Linked DNA regions of Sus scrofa: region 2 is linked to region 1. The links are chromatin contacts, called in public HiChIP or PLAC-seq maps. All regions are on one chromosome and are shown on one strand. The core of a region is the stretch at or near the end of the contact, and the rest is flanking DNA. Distances in the headings are between cores, read along the strand shown.

What was found. HiChIP or PLAC-seq counts read pairs in DNA pulled down with a chosen protein or histone mark.
Region 2: a contact with region 1 is called in an H3K27ac HiChIP or PLAC-seq map of alveolar macrophages. The contact joins the promoter of ERGIC2 here to the promoter of IPO8 in region 1. A contact is called at or near these places in 2 of 5 promoter capture datasets (fetal skeletal muscle and liver), 1 of 47 Hi-C or Micro-C datasets (heart right ventricle) and 1 of 2 datasets of contacts at active chromatin or transcription factors (alveolar macrophages).

Annotation. Positions count from the first base shown.
Region 1 is chr5:43,096,108-43,102,274 of Sscrofa11.1, reverse strand. It overlaps IPO8 (importin-8), which reads right to left and starts at 2,526. Exons shown (of 25, transcript XM_003126400.5): 1 at 2,093-2,526. The coding sequence starts at 2,176.
Region 2 is chr5:44,330,247-44,336,413 of Sscrofa11.1, reverse strand. ERGIC2 (ERGIC and golgi 2) reads right to left here and starts at 2,184. Exons shown (of 14, transcript NM_001243932.1): 1 at 2,110-2,184.

The DNA.
Region 1 (6,167 bases), core at 1,277-3,776:
TAGTTCTAAATAAGAATTTATCTTTTGGAACACAGGCTGTTATATTTTGAAACTGCCTATTCTTCTAAATGCCAACTGACAAATCAATCAGGACACTGTAGAAACTGCCCCCATTTCCTACACAGAGCATATTTGCTGATGAGGGACCTAGACTAAAATAAATGAGCTGGACTCTAATCTTTTATGGTAGACTACCCACCTGTTTATCCCACAAAGAAGGATGCTACAGTTGTGGTAAAGTATAAGCATACAAAGCCCGACCTTAAAATCATATTTTATTAAAAGATTATGTGACATTATACTTTGGTCATCTATTTAACAGAAAATTCAAAAAAAGCTTAAAAGCATGTTAATCCAAAGCATTATACAAAATATAATGCTAAATGAGTGACATAGCAATAAGCTACTTTTAGAAGCTGCAGAGGAAACTGCAGTCTGTGATGACTTGAGAGGATATTGTGCAGGGCAGGGTAGAGTAAGGTTGGAATGGATTTGCTATGAAAGAAAGGGTCCTAAATGTCTTTGCAGTTCTGAAGTTTTTCTCACCTACATTTTCCTCATCTGTAAAGTCAACTGCACTTATACACTGATGACTAAGAAACAAAGCAACAGTAGGCTAACAGAGGCAGGGAAATACAACATGATATCAAAGATATGATCCCCTATAGACACTGTAAAAATAACATCTGGCCTCACCATGAAGAGAAGAGGGTCACAAACAGGCCAACTGCCCTGTTCATACTAGCAGACTGCAAATTCAGCTCTTGCTTTGTCCCTCCTAACCAAAGCCTGGATTACTACTCTTCCAGCCAAGCAGTATATAGTACTTTTTCTCTGCAAAGCCTCGGACAGGTACTGTCTTTTAACTTTCCCCTATTGTAAGTGAGAGCCCTTTTCTTTTTGAAGTACCAAAACATTCCCTTTGGGGCTTCAGTTCAACTCAACCTTCTCTCCAGAGTCAGTGTTGTCACTCACTCTTTTAACACATGGAAATCCTAGATTCACACTTATTCCACTGGATTTCCCATTAAAATAACCCCTTTCAAAGGTTCACAGTTTAACCAGGGAAAACTTAACTCCCACAGAACATTTACTTGGGAAAGTCGTTGTTACACTTTAGGAAACACAGAATCACCTAGTTAGCTAATTAAAACACCAATCATTAGACCCCACTCCCAGAGTTTCTTTAAAGTCTAGAGTGAAGCCCCATAATTTGCACTTCCAACAAGTTCCCAAATGACACTGATGCTACTTATCCTGGGCAACACTTTGAGAACCACTAATTTAGGTATATTTCTTTACATTTTAAGGATTACTGCAACCTCAAACAGCTGTCACTCTATCCATTAACAGACCTTAATTCGTACTTTTTAGTGAGAAGGCTGTGATTTATTCCTACAGGTGAGGAGGAAAATATAAGCTAGTATGGAAATGTCGGTGCTATCACTCGAACTAAGGCTAGTTCATAAAGATAGAGGATGGAAGATAAAAGAAAGTCTTACACATTTTACCATTTATAAAAAATTCCTACAAATATTACTCGGCGTATCTTTTGTAAAGCAGTACCACCATGAAAAAACTCTTCCGGCAGCATTTCCCAGCGCTCCAACAAAACTGCCAATCAGTGTCTACACGGTCCTGCCAACCCCGCAGAAGCAGGCAATGGGCAGGGTTTGCCAGAGCAACACCTAAAAAGGGCTGGATCTGCAGAAAAACCGAACTCAGATTTGAATTTTAGGTGTATTTTCCCACCAAGTCAGCGAACTTAAGGAAAAGAAATCACACCCTGAAAACACTAGCAAAGCTTGCTAAAGCTTCTTTTTGCGAACCAAACGGGCTCAACAAACTGCACTAGGGAAGGAAAACGACAGGAAAGATGCAAAGGTGGCCAACAGGTGCGTGAGCCGCTGAGAAAAGATCCCAGGAGAGCGGCGCCACCGGACCCCGGAGCGGGGGCTGGGGCGGGGGTGGGACAGGCCGAGAGACGCGTCGGGGTCGGGGCCCGGGTGCTGGTGGAGATCCGGGGTGCGGAGAAGAGAGAGCCCCGAGAGCCAGCTCGGCGGCAGGGGGGCGCCGCAGGCCCGCTCCTCACCTGGTTGAGTTCATTCTCAGCTGCAATCCGCAGCTTCGGGTCGATGGTGCCCTTCAGCGCCTGGATGATCCGGTTGAGGTCCATCTCCCGGGCGGGGGCTCCGCGGCCCCCGGACCAGTAGGCCAGACAGCAGCTTTAGTTTTTCTTTTGACCCTCTCAGCCTCCTCCTCCGCGACCCCTGCACTACCTCACTCCCCAACCTCCGCCACCGTCGCCACCTGCAGCCACTTGCTGCGCCACTCTGACTCCGCGCCCCCTGTCCTCCCTTTCTACCCCCCACAACTCGCTCTCCATTCACCCTTTTACGACAGCCGGTGGGAGGCGGGAGAAGTAAGAAGAGGAAGCGGCGCCTCTTTTACGGCGGCCTCTTCCCCCGGGCGTGATGCTATATGGCTGCTCCTACTGGCGGCCACCATGCTCCTGTACGGAAAGTGGTCTCGGCTTCTTCCCCAGAGGAAAACGTCTCACCAGCTCCGGCAGGAGGCCGCCTTGCTGCCATACGGAAAACAGCCTCCCGCCTCTTCCCAGAGAGGGAAACGAGCTGGCTAGGTGTCTCTTACAGCTGCTTCCAAATTAAGCATGTATGGATGGAGCGGCACTTTTTGTTAGTCCGAGAACCGTTTGGGCATCATTACAACGGAGCCTCTTCCAGAGCAGACTTTTTGGGACCTTGAGATCATCTAGCCCACGGGAGGACGGACTTCCCTCGGTCTGTGGGAGCCATCATTAGTTCTTTCATTCACACACTCATTGACTGAACATTTTTAAACATGTATTTTTGAGCCCGCGTACTGAGATATTTAGGTACCACATTATAACAAAATGAATTCAATGCAGGTTACTATGAAGGAACTTAGGGTGTGATAGAAGACACAAAGGTAAACAAAAAATATACTTAAACAAAGTAACTGTGGAAATACAGAGATCAGAGGAACTGATATGCCTGAGAGTTTCCGAAATTTTTTCAAATCTTTTCAGAAAAACAGTTAAAGGCAAGAAAGGTTATACTGTTTCCACTGTGGACATATCTGGCCCCACAATTTCAATAGCATAAAAATATGAAAGAGCTAGTTGTTCCTGAGGTTAACCCAGAAAAAGAGAGTTCAGATTACATTTGTAAAGATGACTGTGGGCAAAATGCAATTAAAAGGGGTGTGATCGTTCCAGGAGCAGATAATCGGGAAGGACTGGTTCAGTTAACTGGGTTCAATGTAGAGTAGAAAATACGTGGCGGAAAACTTAGATGCCTGAAATCCCTCCTCTCTGCAGAAGCTGTAAATGGGACCACACCCTTCAGCTGGGTGCAAAAGTGCCTAGTTCTCTGGCTTCTCCAGTTTTGCCTGTTCTCTACATTTCCATCAGAGTAATGTTTCTTAACAGTCAATATTGTCATGTTCCTTACTTGATGATATCCTATCAATTTCCAGGTAAAATACAAACTCCTTAGCACTTCAAGTTATTATGAAACATAGTGCCTTTCATCCTCACACTATTTCCTTATCCCACTCTCTTGGACCTCAGGGATCTAAAACTCCTTGACCTCTGAAACCTTAACTCCAGTATCCTCTTTTCAATTTAGGACCCTTTTCTTCCATTTTTTCTCTCCCTCAATAATTCTATACTTGTTTTCCAACCCAGTCACTTTTCAGTCCTCCTAGCTTATCCAGTCCTGACCACATACACATCCTTCTCTGCTGTTCAACTCCCAATTTAACTTTTCATATCTACCCTTGACCCACTGTGCAAATTGACACTGTTACAAATTGACACTGTGTTCTTTTATCGGGCTCAACAATCCTATTTGTTTCCTTTGTTCAGCAAAATCTTCAGCACCTCAGCAACTGTCCCAACCCTTGAGACCCTTCTCAAACTCCCTACCTCTTTCCACAGAGCCCTGCAAAGATGAAAAAAAAAAAAAACCATTTGATTTTGTAATGGTTTGTAAAAGTTTTTCCTATATTTTCAACCTCTTTCTCTCCACTGATTGAACCTCAGCCTAAAAACATTTCCCCCCAGTTTAAAAAAAAAAAAAAAAAAACTTTCTTCAGTAATGCTATTGGGGTTTTGTTGTTGTTGTTTGTTTGTTTTGTTTGTTTGTTTGTTTGACAATGCCCACAGTATGTGGAAGTTCCCAGGCCAGGGATTGAAACCAAGCCATAGCAGTGACCCAAGCCACTACAATGACAACACCAGATTCTTAACCCACTGCAGCGAAAGAGGACTCCCTATTGTTCATTCTTTTTCACTTTCATGCCAAAGAATGGTGTTCGTTTCTTCTCTACTTCCTTGCTTCCTCTCCATGCTTCCATCGGCTATTCCCAGACTTCTGCCCTCGTTTCCCCTACTGAAACTGCCAACAAAAATCAACACAGATCATTTAGTTGGTATCTAAAGATACATGCATTTGATATATGCAAGAGACAGTTTTAGTTCTTAAAATATCTCTCTCTCTAGTATCTGGCACTGTACCTTTTACATACAGATATAGATAGGTAGATGATGATAGATAGATAGATAGATAGATAGATAGATAGATAGATAGATAGATAGATAGATTAGATAGATAGATAGATAAACAATATCTTTATATTCCACAACTAAATGCTGGTAAGGATGCATAGAAACTGGAACACTCTTATATTGTTGGCAGTTTAAAATGGTGTAGCCTTCCTGGAAAGCACTGGCTAAAAAAAAACAGCTATGCCATGGAATACTACTGAGCAGTGGAAAAGAATGATATATGCAACAACCTGGATGAATCCTGGATAAGAATCATGCCAAGTGAGGGGGAAAAAATGCCAATCCCAAAAGGTCACATACTATCTGATACCATTTATATAACTTTTTAAATGTAACATTCTTAAAATAACAGATCACAAAAATAGCAGATCAGTGATGGTGAGGATTAAAGTGGGAATGAGGACAAGAGGGAAGTGGGTATTACTATAAAAGGGCAACATAAAGGATTCTTGTGGGAATGGAAATAACCTGTATCTTGATTGCATCAATCTCAATATCTTGGCTGTATTACTGCACCAGAATTTTGCAAGATGTTACCATTGAAAGAAACTGGATAAAAGGTTCAGGGGGCTCATCTGTATTATTTCTTACAACTACATAAGAATCTACATGGAGTTCCCATCGTGGCACAGTGGTTAACGAATCAGACTAGGAACCATGAGGTTGCGGGTTCGATCCCTGCCCTTGCTCAGTGGGTTAACGATCCGGCATTGCTGTGAGCTGTGGTGTAGGTCGCAGATGCGGCTCGGATCCTGCGTTGCTGTTGCTCTGGTGTAGGCCGGAGGCTACAGCTCCGATTCGACCCCTAGCCTGGGAACCTCCATATTACCACGGGAGTGGCCCAAGAAATGGCAAAAAGACAGAAAAAAAAATCTACAATTATCTTAAAATAAAAAATTTAGCTAACAAAATGTATAATTTATGATGTTCCCATGAAAAATTTGTATGCGTTGAAAAGATTCAGTGAAGACAAGTTACTAAAAAAATGCTATCAAATGAGTGGTGTCCGAGGGCAGGGAAAAAAAAGCATTTATGATTCTGCTCTCAGATTCCTTTGCAAATGTTTTAAAATAGCCTTCCGTAAACTATAACTTTAACTTATATATCACTCATTATTTATGATTCCCCTCTTTATTACTGTGCATGAGAGGATGTCTATAGTAACACACTCACCTTATGTAAGGTAGGATTTGAGCAAGCTATATTGTCTTTTTGTATTATCATGGTTTGTATATGCCTCACCTCAGTGCCTCTTTCCTCATCTGCTTCCAAAAGCTATTGTGAAGACTACACTTAGATAAGCACAGTACTCATAGTACATGCTCAATATTAACTATTATAATTGTATTCTATTTAAAAGGAGAGGAGAGACCTTATTCAACCTTTGATAAATGAGACACAGTGAGACATAGTCTCACACTATGCCTGAAACATAATAAGCAATTAATAAGTATTGGTTAAACGAATGCATGTGAGAGAGATAAGGGTCAGAAACAGCATATGTACAGTAGGAATAAAGCAGGTAGGATAGATATGAGACATTTCACAGGTTGAC
Region 2 (6,167 bases), core at 935-3,434, 1.2 Mb before region 1:
TTAAAGATAAAGTAGTTTTACTCTACAAACACTAGATATCAAAAAAGCACTTATTCTTTTTATGTTAAAACTTTTTTCAATAGTTAAACGTTGTTTTAAAAATTACTTACAGTAGCATAACTCAAACAAATCTAATAATCCTCCAGATTTTTCTTTTTTTTTTTTTTTTTTTTTTTGTCTTTTTGCCTTTTCTAAGGCCGCTCCCACAGCATATAAAGGTTCCCAGGCTAGGGATCTAATATCTGAGCCGTGTCTGCCACTTACACCACAGCTCACAGCAACACCAGATCCTTAACCCACTGAGCAAGACCAGGGATCGAACCTGCAACCTCATGGTTCCTAGTCAGATTCATTAACCACTGAGCCATGATGGGAACTTCATCCTCCAGATTTTTAAAAAGTTTACTTGGAAGCCAAGTAAGATGGTATAAACAGGAGTTTTGTGACCAGAAAAACTTGGGGTATATATTAATAATATAGACTGAAGAGTGTTTAATCAATTTGGGGATCAGTGAAAGATTGCTTTAAAAAGCATCTTCTTCAGTCTATATTTTAAGTACAAAGACAACATTTTGTAAGTAGATAAAGAAGATAGAAAACAAAAACTTAAAAATAACAAGTGCTAACACAAAATGAATGCTAACTGTAATGTCAGGCCTTGTTCTAGGTGCTTTTTATGTTTTAGCTCATTTGATTATCACCACCCACCTTACAAGTTAGGTATTATTATTCCCATTTTGCGGATAAGGAAATTAAGGCACAAAGAGGTTAATTTACCTATCATGACATTAAGAGGCAGAATCAGAATAAAAATTGAAAAACTGTTGGGTAGGATTTGCAGCAGGCACAGACTGCCTAAAAAGTAACTTCTATTAAAAATAAGTTTCAATATTTCTTCCAATTAAGTCACTGACCCTGAAAGAAATTTATCTGTTTTTCTAATTCTTTTTTATTGCTGTTGTTGCAGACTAGTACTGATTTCCTTTGGGACTTTCAAGTTTGATATACTTTTTTGACGTGTACCTTCCAACAATTACAACATTTAGTTGTGACTGAAGCTTATCGTCAAAAAGAAAGCAATTCCTCCCCTCCCCCAAGAAAACCACGATTATTTTTCATATTGTTCCTCTAAGAGAACTGAAATAATTGAGTCAGTCTGGAAACATCAATGAATAAATTAAGTAAGAAGGCGTAAGTCCTGAATTCTTCAGTGAATAAGTCTCATTCATTTCTTTATTGTGACTATATACTATAGTTCAAGGAAATAGGTACAACTTCGAACAAATGAATAAATTCCATTTTTAACTGTATCTTTATAACTGCTTCTGAAAGCCAGTCTTGAAACATTTTAACAGATATTATGTAACTTTGAGTTAAGTCTCAAGGGCACTAAATCCTAAATGTAAAATCCCTAGAACGTGTTTTCTCAATGACCTATCAATTCTATATACTACCAATGTCCAAGGCTACTCTATACCACGAGTTGACATATCATCTTATGAGGGTTTCTTAACCCTCGAGGGTTTCAGAAAAGTGGTGACACTCGAACCTGTCTCCCCTGTAGCATCTTGACGTGCCCTGCCCCTTTCTCGTTTTCCCAAGCGGCGTGCAAACCTCTCGAGGAGAGGCCAAGAGCTCGGTCTTTCCTAGAAAGAGGAAGCAACTTGCTGCGAAGAATTCGATATTTGTCTGAATGGGGGTGGGGAGCCAGACACCCGGGAGGATCGGGACATGATCCAGCTGGTAGCCACAACACGGGACCCTCCACGCCTGTGTACGGAAGGAGCCACTGGGGCACCGGGCACTGAGAGAAGCAACGGACCAGGGTCAGCAGCTAGCAGGGAGCACCTAAACTCCAAGTTGTAAGAAAGCTCAAACACTGGACTAGGGAAAGGGGTCCAGGCGCAGCGCTGCCCAGGGTCCTGCCAATAAACGCCCCCGGCGGAGGTAGGAAGAGCAGCTCCTAGTCCAGCCCGCTCTCCAGAGGAGAGGAATTATGCCAGAGAGCCAGCCCTTTGACGGGCTCTGAGCCCCTTTAACGACGTTCACGCCCTGAACAGCCCTGTAATAACCAAGGGAACAGCACCCGGCGGCGTTTCGGTATTTTACCTTGTGTTACGGTCCCAGCCGACCGCCATGTTTCACAGAAGCCCGGGCGGCCCGGGCTCCCGTTCACCCGGAAATATCGCGCGAACAAAAGCGACTACTACCGTTGAAAACGTCAGAAGGGAGACGACGTAGAGTTCTCGCGGTATTACCTTTGATGACGAGCGGCTTTGCAAATTCACAGGCGTGGTCCGAATGAAAGGGGCGTGGCGAAACGGTACTGAAGTTTAAACTTATTTCATTTGTAACTATATCGTGGTTAAGGAATTAATTTCTCCAGGAAGGGATTTATCTACCGACTGACAAAGGCAACAGAGCGAATCCAATCTCAACTCCTCAAACAATACTTCGTTACTAGTCAGAATTACTAGTTGCAAGAGTTACCGTTTGCCACCTTATCCACATCAATCCTCCAAACTCTGCACCACGTTGTGTGCCTTCTCTTTCTTAGCCTCTTTATTTTTTTCTATTAAGAGCATTTAAACTTTGCTTTCCAGACACGAGGAACACTTAATTATTTGCTAAAGGTTTTTCTTGTCTACCAGATAGTAAATTCTGTTAAGAAAGCACATCAGTCTTCCTTGATGGTTATATTACCAATACCCTACTATGCATGCACATATTTGTTGAGAAAAAAAATTAATATTTCATTCACTTTTCCCTAACACTTCATATTATAAGAAAGGTAATGGAACTTTGGAAAGAAAGAGCTCAAAGAGTAAGCTTATGTGTTACAGAGATTTTAATTGTATAATTTATTGACCGAGAATACAAAGGCATAATTCTTAAATTATAATTATATAATTATTATAATTATAAAACTAATTCTTAAAGGGAAAGCACTGTTTTTCCCCCAGGTAGGCACTATTTAAAATGCTTTACTTATTTAATTTAATCCTCACAACTGTGTAAGATAATAACATTATTTTCCAGTTTAATAAATAAGGAAATTGAGTCAAGTGGCAGTTAGGTAATTTACCCAAAGTCAGATAGCTGGAAGAAGCAGAGAAATCTTGACCACAAGACTAAACTACCCTTCAGAGAAGCAAGTCATCATTTTGTTTAGTGAAGTAACATTTATTGAAATATGAAATTTCACTAAATTTAAACTCTCCTAGAAAAAAAGGAGGGGGGCAGATAAAGAGCTTCCATTGATGCAATTTCAATTCCAGACTTTCATGGCAAGGTTAACCCAAAAATTTTAAACCAACTCTAAGTTGATGTAAAGTTTCTTTTTCACGTATTTAAGAGAAAGCATAGTCTGTAACAGTTAAGATCATGGACACTATAGCTAGGCTTTCCTGGGTTAAAATTCCAGTTCAATCACTTGTTAGCATGTGAACTGGGCACATTATTTCATCTCTTTTCCTCTATAAAGTGGCACGATAATATCTCAAAGATTGTTATGAGAACTCAGTTAATGTATAGCTAGAGTGTTTCTTTACCTTAGCAAAAGGCACCATCAGCCCTTCCTTCCTTGTGGGTCTGAGATTGTATGGGCTCTTGCATGGCTGTTTGTTGTGCACCTGATCCCTGGTCTCCAGAGTAGTCTACATTCAGGGTAACAACTACCTCCATAAGAGTTGAATTTCCCACTATAACTGACTAATTTGATCCTGCTTATATAAAAAACTTCTCACCATCTTCCAAGATACTAAATGAAGACTAATTTCCTCCTGAAGATTGAAACACTGCTTAACTTTAAAGAGGGACAAGTATTTAATTCTATGTTATTGGTGGTATAATATCTGGAAAACAATTTGCTTCCAAAATATATCCATGAATTATGTATTACTGAGACTGTGTCAAATCCATTTTGCTTGCCTTCACTAATCAAGGTGAAGACTTGCATGTCCTTCAAGAAGTACATGGCCTAGAAAATAAGATGTTTGCCTGAGTTATTTTCCAGAAACTCAGAGTGAGCTCTGTCTAATTCCGGCTAAACTGGTTCAGGCAGGATGGGAACCACTAACCCTTCAGCTGGGCATGTGGACTGTCTGCTTGGTGACCTTTTGAAGGTACAGAGGCCTATAGTTTAGTAACCCTGCATAGAATGACCATTAGCTCACCTTTTTCCAATCATCTTTTTCTACTATCCCCAATCCCCACTGCACCCCTCCGACCTCTCTGCTTCCCCCACCCCCTCTTTTTTGGCTGCCCCGAGGCATATGGGAACTGGAGTTCCCAGGTCGGGGATCAGATCTGAGCCACAGTTGCAAACTAAGCCACTGTTCTGGCTGGGATTGAACCTGCATGCCAGCACTTCCAAGCCGCCACCAATCCCATTGCACCACAGCAGGAACTCCCCTCTCTGCTTCTTCATCCCATAAATAGCCAGGGCCCTTTGCCTTCAAGGAGGCGGATTTGAGATTTGTCCTTTGGTCTCCTTGTTTAACTGCCTTGTGAATAAACTGTCTTTGCTGCAAATCTCTGCATCTCAGCGTTTTGGCTTGCTGTGAGTTAGGTAAAATAAACTTAGTCTGGTAGCATTGCGTGCAGCAGAGAATTTAGATTGGAGATTAACGACTAGTGATGAAGAACCTAGATTTTGTACAAATGGTCAAAAGACATTTTCATGCCTTTTTTTTTCTATAGTTTGAGAAAAATTTTAGCAAGTGAACAACAAAATTAAGACAAATAAATTAATACTTCTTGCTATGTGAATGCCCCAGTATATCCCAAGTAGATTTAATGATTTACCCCAAATCTATTCTCACTGTGCCTAGGAAAGTAAATAGCACCATTAACCTCAAATTAGGTTATTAGGTATCTATTAGTCACTAGATACTAATCCCAATGACTAATCAATTTCTTTCGTTAAGACTACTTCCAGGAGTTTCCATTGTTGCTCAGAGGTTAAGACCCAATGTAGTCTCCTTGAGGATGTGGGTTCAATCTCTGGACTCCACGGGATTCCACGTAGGTCACAGATGCAGCTCCGATCCAGTGTTAATGTGGCTGTGGTGTGAACTCAACAGCAGCTCCAACTGGACCCCTGGTCCAGGAACTTCCATATGCCACAGGTACAGCTATAAAAAAGAAAAAAAAAAAAAAAGAGAGAGCTTCCAGTTTCATGCTATACATCAGGCTGTGTGACTTTTATGTGTGTGACAGACCATCATAATTACACAAGGGAAAAAAACAAAGATGATATGAGAGAAAAATAAAATCAACTTTCAACCGAGCTCAGCACAAGATATTTTTCTATTTTTGAAATGGTTTAACATTGGTGTTGAGCTAAAAATGTCAAATAATTTCCATCCCATATATAAAATATTTCCCTACAGATGATAGTCATATCATGTAGAAAATACCTAAGTGGCTAAATACATAAATAACATATTGCCAAAGTTCAGATGCTTTGACTAAAAATTATGAATCTATATCTATTACTGTTCATCAAGACCTAATTTGACAGATACTGTTATGTTTTTTGTTGTGTTTTTTTTTGTTTGTTTGATTTCTTTTTTGGCCACCTCAAGGGAGTTCCAGGGATGAGATCCAAGCCTCAGTTGCTACCTACGGCAAATCCTTAACCCACTATTCCAGGCCAGGGGTAGAACCTATATCCTAGCACTCCAGAGATACCGCCAATCCCATTGCCTCACAGCAGGAACTTGGACAAGTATTCTTATGTATTAAATTTGTTTTCTAAGTAAAGGATAATTGAGCCAATAATCATGAGGTCCCTCTCCTCTCTGTCTGGTCTTAGAAAGAAAGGAGCCAGTCATACCTAAGCTTTCCCCCTACTTTCCATATTGTTTCTGATGAACCAGGCTTTGAGGGAATAAACTTGGCCAGAAGTTCATTTTCCTCTAATTGAGGGTAGGTAGGTTGGGGGTACCTTATTAAATATCTGATCCCAAGACAGATTGAGGAAAATGCTTTGAATAACAGCCATCTTGTGAGGATGATGCTCTAAAACACATTGGAAACTGAGAGCACTAATGCCGTGAACCCAGCCAGAACACAGATTGGGACTCGAACCCAGCCTAAAGCCAGATTGGAACTTAACCCAAGGTTTTATTTATTTATTTGTTTGTTTTTAGGGCCCACCCATG